Regions from separate parts of the Mus musculus genome. Here region 2 is linked to region 1. The links are chromatin contacts, called in public ChIA-PET maps. All regions are on one chromosome and are shown on one strand. Each heading gives the region's core, a stretch centred on a gene start, on an enhancer-like site or on the middle of the called end of the contact. The rest is flanking DNA. Distances are from core to core; before and after follow the strand shown.

What was found. ChIA-PET counts read pairs in DNA pulled down with a chosen protein or histone mark.
Region 2: a contact with region 1 is called in an RNA polymerase II ChIA-PET map of memory CD8 T cells, with 7 read pairs. The contact joins the promoter of Rgs19 here to the enhancer-like site in region 1. A contact is called at or near these places in 6 of 39 promoter capture datasets (the C10 cell line, the HPC-7 cell line, cranial neural crest and 3 more), 1 of 15 datasets of contacts at CTCF or cohesin (pro-B cells), 17 of 484 Hi-C or Micro-C datasets (the C2C12 cell line, CD4 T cells, the G1E-ER4 cell line and 9 more), 15 of 115 datasets of contacts at active chromatin or transcription factors (the 230-238 cell line, the HPC-7 cell line, the NIH/3T3 cell line and 10 more) and 4 of 9 other capture datasets (adipose tissue, embryonic stem cells, liver and 1 more).

What each region holds. Positions count from the first base shown.
Region 1 is chr2:181,409,419-181,412,473 of GRCm38.p6, reverse strand. Zbtb46 (zinc finger and BTB domain containing 46) reads left to right here. Exons shown (of 4, transcript NM_027656.2): 2 at 494-778. Among named protein-coding and RNA genes, the nearest start is that of Zbtb46, 13 kb to the left of the region's middle. Within about 2 kb of position 1,628, at least 75 of the 459 cell types and tissues checked have an H3K27ac peak or open chromatin away from gene starts, as enhancers often do. A contact at or near this core is called in the G1E-ER4 cell line, the HPC-7 cell line, effector CD8 T cells and 5 more, where this site is marked.
Region 2 is chr2:181,692,326-181,695,380 of GRCm38.p6, reverse strand. It overlaps Rgs19 (regulator of G-protein signaling 19), which reads left to right and starts at 1,404. Exons shown (of 6, transcript NM_026446.4): 1 at 1,404-1,502.

The sequences.
Region 1 (3,055 bases), core at 379-2,878:
AAACTACAGGCATATGCCATCATACCTGGCACAAGGTTTTTAATTGTGATAAAGCCCAATTTTTATGTTTTATTGCTAGTGCTTCTGGTGTCTGACAACCCATCGTCAAACCTGAGGTTTTTTTCTTCTAAGAGTTTTATAGTTTTAGCTCTAATGGTTATTGGTACATGTTGAATGCCCCCTATTTGAGAAGAAGAGATCCTGTAGCCACAGAGCTGGGCCTGGGCTCAGGTCTTTGTCCCCCCTGCCCCCACTGGGAGTCGTAGCCCTTCTACCTTGGTTGTGAGTGAAGCTCCCACTGGACTGTACATTTTTCTGTGCTGTGTGGCGTGTTATAGATCTGGGCAGGTGGGATCAGTAGCACAGTATACAAGGCTTCATGTTGCTCCGGGCAAGTGCACAGTCCATAGGGTTGGATTGGACTGACGGTTTATTGCCCTTATTCTCCTGTCTTCATTCCCCAAATGACCTGTGTGTACCTCCCTGTTCCTAGATGTAGACCTGACGGTCACTGAGGCCAGCAGCTTGGACAGCCGAGGCGAGAGAGCAGAGCTCTATGCTCACATCGATGAGGGCCTACTAGGAGGAGAAACCAGCTACTTGGGCCCACCCCTCACCCCAGAGAAGGAAGAAGCACTACACCAGGCTACTGCAGTGGCCAATCTTCGTGCTGCACTCATGAGTAAGAACAGTCTGCTGTCACTCAAGGCTGACGTGCTCGGTGATGATGGCTCACTTCTGTTCGAGTACCTGCCCAAAGGTGCCCACTCACTGTCTCGTAAGTGCAAGTTCTGGTGTGTCACTGTGTCTTCCTTTGGTTTAAGCACCTCAGTTCAGCCCTTCAGACCCTGGAGTCACTGAGGATGAGGCTTGTAGCTAACCTGTCTGTCAGGCAGATTGCTGCGGGTTGCAGCCACCTTCCAACTCAAGGTCTTTCAGAAAGTAGATTGGCTTTGAGTCTTCTGGGACCAGCATACTTGCTTAACAGAACAAGAAGGGTGTTAGTATGTGTTACTGGGCAGCGAGAGGGATCAGTGAGCATTTGTTGGAATGTTTTGTGCTCAAATTTGAAGCATCTAAACCTAAAATCCACCAAGCTTACAAATTCACACAATTAGTAAACTTAAAACCACAAGTTCCTTTTGAGCCAGTGGCAGGTCTGGTGCGAGATAGTCCTTTGTGTCCAAGGGACAAGCACTGGCTCCCTCTACTGGTCCCTGTGCCCAGCCTTTGTGCTGGGATTTGTTTTGTGTGGGAGACATGCAGAGAGCCACTGACCCAGGGGTGTGGACCTTGCTTTGTTCTTGCTAGAAAGTGCTGGTCACATGTGCGTTTTTAAAAAGGAGTTGAATGCTACATTTAAGACCTTAGTGTGTCTAGCTGAAATACAGACCACAGACTGACTATGCTGCAGCTGAAGAGCAGCTGCTATTTAGCAGCTGGCTCCCCCCAGTTGCCTTTTCCTGTGAGACAGGAGGCATTAGCATCTGCAGAGCTCATAACCATAAGACAGGCTGCTCCCCTTGTCACAGTACATGCTGACTATAGCAGCCAATTATGTGATGCTGGGAGAGTAGTATGACTACCCTGGGTACCGATCTAGCCCCAGAACTTCCTGTTTGTCTGGTACTCAGCATGAGTGAGAAAATGACTTGGTACTTTTCTCTCTGTGGGGGAGGAAGAGACACACCCCACACTGGGGAACATGAGGGGTATGCTATTCCAGGAAGCCTAAGTACATATATAATGGTGACTGGTCATCCTCCGGACCGCTGAATTACAGGACCGTTTCCAGCCACCTTTGATGCTGGTTCTTTGGAGCATGTTTACAGTTTTGTTCCCATGTGCACTAACATATGATTGGGCTTTTGTATCGGTTTGAGGAATTATGCAGATTACTTATGGCAAATAAAGACCAAAGGTGGAAAATGATGTCTGCTCTCTTTATTTCCAAGTTCCCTATCAAGTGACCATGAAGGCCAGCTGGGATTAGGCATACTTTCAGAAAACACTTTTAGGCCTTGCTTTCCATGTCTGAGAAGCAGGGGCGGGGCCAGTTCATAGCTGTTATGATGTATTAAACAAATAGCACGGGAGAGTGTTGAACATGTCTTGGACAAGTCAATGTGGGTGATGTCTCAAGAACAAACTGTATCTATGGGTAGAGATTGTTGGATCCCTCAAGGTCCCAGAGTATTGGTACAGCTCATGGGGTGGTTACAGGGGATTTGGAGCCCCTGGAATTCACATGAACGGAGGATTTCTGAAATTCAGCACCTTTTGTGGGTAATGTGGAACAGTAGAGGTGAGGCGGGATTAATCTCACTCTTCCTACATACTCATGGGACATGTGTGTCCAACGTACCGTAAACTCCCCGCTCAGGAGAGCCTGTGGTAAAAACTCCACTTTTGTTCCTTGGTTCCCTGGTTCCCCAGATACTGTTTGTCCTTGAGAATAATTTTGGAATGCAGGTTTTCTATCATTTCTGTATCCGGTAGCTTCACTTTGGCATGAGCTCTGTTCAAAAGAAATTTTAGCCTGTTTTTGCTGGGGACCTGCAGTAAACAGAGTCAGAGGGCGTGGCCAGCCCTAAGAGCCGACTTCACTTTCTGTTTCAGGATCTTTGCTGTCTCTAGGTCTGACGTCAGAAAACCCTTCCTGTCCTGCTGTCTGAGTGACCCTGGTCTAGGCCCTCCTTGCTTTAAGAAATGCTATAGCCAGCCGGGCGGTGGTGGCGCATGCCTTTAATCCCAGCACTTGAGAGGCAGAGGCAGGCAGATTTCTGAGTTTGAGTCCAGCCTGGTTTACAAAGTGAGTTCCAGGACAGCCAGGGCTACACAGAGAAACCCTGTCTCGAAAAGACAAAAAAAAAAAAAAAAAAAAGTGCTATAGCCAAGCCAGGGTAGTAGATGGCTGGGATGGGGCTATAAATGTGTATTTTCTTTCTTAAATCTCTCTTCTGGAATGAGGTACTTCTCAGTTTGTATTTCATAAGGCTTAGAGGTGGTACAGGGCAGCAAGGTGTCCTTGTGACCTTCTTTGAGGCTTAGCATA
Region 2 (3,055 bases), core at 155-2,654, 280 kb before region 1:
GCCGGCATAGGATCCCTCTGTCTGAAGGAAATCTTGCAGGAATACAAAACCTGTGCCCCACGCACCATCAGGTGGGGCTTGTGAGGACCTAGGGGCACTGCTCTCAAGCAGAGTTTATTGGGCTCCAGTTCAATTCCCGCTGGCATCGCGTGTTCAGTGCTCCTGCTCTCCTTCCTGGGTTTAGAGGCATTCTCTGTGCTTAGGGAAAGATGCTAATTGTGTGGTAAGCAGATGTAAGGTGGCAGAGAACAGGTAGACAGGCAGGTAAAAGGAATTAAGAGGAAAGCATACTGACTTCTACCCACGGTCATGCCCACACCAAACACTGCAGAATCAGGTTTGGTTTGTGGCCTCCATCAGGTACTCATCCATGTCTACTGGGCCTCCATGTTCTGACCTGTGTCTACCTTAGGAATATTATCTAAACTAAAGTAACTTCCTGTTCAGATGTGCTTAGCCTCTACCTTACTTAGGAAGCCGCCAGCGTGGCAGCCAAAGGGTTCTGTGGTCAACTCATAAAGCCCCCCTCAGAGCCTGGGAGTCTCTCACCCATTGTTCTCTCTTCATCCTGGACCCCTCAGCATCATGGCAACATCCTGTCTCCTCACCTTTCACCCCATCCCTTTCTTGCCTGTCTCCCATTCTAGTCCACTGCAGTCAGTTCAGTTAGTCTGCCTCTGCCCCACTGCCTGAAGAACTCATGTGAAGGATCTCCTTTGCATCCCTGACTTAATATGTATGATGTAGTATGTGAGCATTAACAACTTGTGTGACTGTGTGTCCTGTGCTGGAACCACGAGCCCCAACGGACCACTATGAACACTGGCCCAAAGCATGCTGGGATAATGAACTAACTCAATTTTATACCCAATGACAAAGGATCTGAAGAGTTGACCAAAGAGCAAGGCCATTTGTGGTAAAGGCTATCTTGGAGCAGTTTGAGAGTTCAGAAGGGACTCAACCAGGCCCCAGAAACATTCGGGGTGATTTGATGTAAGAACTTGCTTTACGCTGCAGTCCCTGAACCTCCCTTTCGGGCAAAGTTCGAATGCAGAGTGACAGACTCTTAATGCTACGTTACAGACTAGCCTCAGAAAGGCGAAGAGTCGGACCAGACGGGGCAGTACCACAGGCCAGTCCTTCCCACAGGCCTCTTCTAATCCTGGCGAGCCAAGTAGCACACAGGGCTCAGCTCTGGTGTTCAACATAAAGGTTGGGAAAACCCAGCTAACAAGAATGGAGCGCCGGCTCAATCCACTCTCTGTACGACTCACCCCTCAGGGTCACCATGCCACGCTACCGCGGGACGACACGCCAGCCGCGGGTGGGGCACAGGAGCCGCCGCGGGGCGGGGCACTGCGGGCGAGCAAGCGCTGGGGCTCGAGGAAGTCCCGGCCCCTCTCTTTGGGGAAGTACCGCGGAGGCGCCTGCGCACTGCGCCCCCTCCCCGGCGACCAGCAGGACTTCGGAGCGCGCGGGCGGCGTGACTCGGGGACGCGGCGGTGAGTGCTGCGCCGGACCGTGGACGGGCCCTGGCGATATAGATGCCGGCTCTGTTCCCGGACTTCAGTGACCGGTCCACGTGGATCTAGGTCGCAGTAGGACCAGACCCACCCCTTGCGCGTGGGGGAGGGAGAGCCGCAGCAAGGTTCCCCTTTTTCTTCAGCTCAGAGCGTTGAGAAGTGATTGCTCAAAGGTGGGGGCCGGAAGAACCCAGGTTTCCGCGTCTCCTGCCCGCTAGCTTGGTGGGGAGGGGCCAGACGAGACTCCCGACCTGCCACCTTACCCACCCTTCGAGTTGGGTCCGCTAGCAGTTGGCCCGGTGAGCCATAAGGGTGAATGCTGCATCCTCGGCCCCATCTGAGCGGGGACTCCGTGAGCCTTTCTACCTCGTGCCCGGGAGTACGTCTTGCTGTCTGACTTAAATCCCTACTGCTTTAGAGCACGCCCCTTCGGCAGCCAGGGTGGGGCCCAGTCCGAACCTGGCCCTCCCGCCCCCATCTGCCTTTAGGTCGCTGGTGAGTTGGGCGCCATGGCGAATTCCTTAAGAAAGGGGTGGGGGCGCCAGAGACAGCAAGAGGGACCGTGAAGGGGAGACCAGCCTTCCAGACAACCCCACCTGCAAAAAAGCAGGAACTGGGTGGGGGCCTACCATTCCACAGGTGGGCTTGGGCAGCTGGGTTCGCCATGGTGAGAGGCCGGCCCTGCCATGGAGGTATAGGTAGGACAATGACAGTGTTGGATGGAAGTGAGAACGGATCCGGTCAGTCCTCCTCCCAAAGGTTATGACTTTTTTCCTGGAATTTTTTTGGTCTGGGTGGGCTTGGGCATTCTTTTTGCTTCTGTAGAGCAACACTGACAGCCATTCACCAGAGAGCTTCTATCCCCAGAGACCAGATTTGCTGAATCTGGCCTCTTAGCATAGACTTGGGAGGCCAATACCTGGGAGGCTTGGGGAGGAAAGGAACCCTCCAATAGGCATGTGGAGCAGGACAACCCTGATTCAGACTCTAGGCTCTCCTTGCCCAGAAAGGAGGCAGTAGTGAAGAGCACCCTGGACGACATGGGTGGTCCCAACTGACCTTTGATGGGTGCAAGGAGCTAGAAAAAGGGGCAGGGCACCCAGCGTACAGACCCCATGTCCAGTCGGCTGACTGGAGATGGACCCCATGAGGAATGGTCTCTACAGGGTGACAGGTGAGGGATGATTTTGAACAGCATGGAGACCTCAGGCTACCCCACCCCTTTTCCCTAGAAACTCAACTGCTGGAAAGTACAACCCAAGCTACTTGTGTGTCCTGATTCGCTTGCTTGGAGACTTGAGAACCCACCATCTCAGAAAGCCTCAGGTGGTGAAGCTGCCCAGTATACAGAGATCAGACAGAAAGAGGACTAAAAGGCCTCTTCTGAATGAAGGGCTACAGGAGGGTAAATTTCACTGAGAAAATGTGTGCCCCAGGCTGATGAGAGGAAGGTAGACAAAGCAGAGGCTTAAAGCGTGGATGGCTTCCACCTGGACAGAAGTGGGCACAGGCCGAGGAGAGAGGAAGCATTC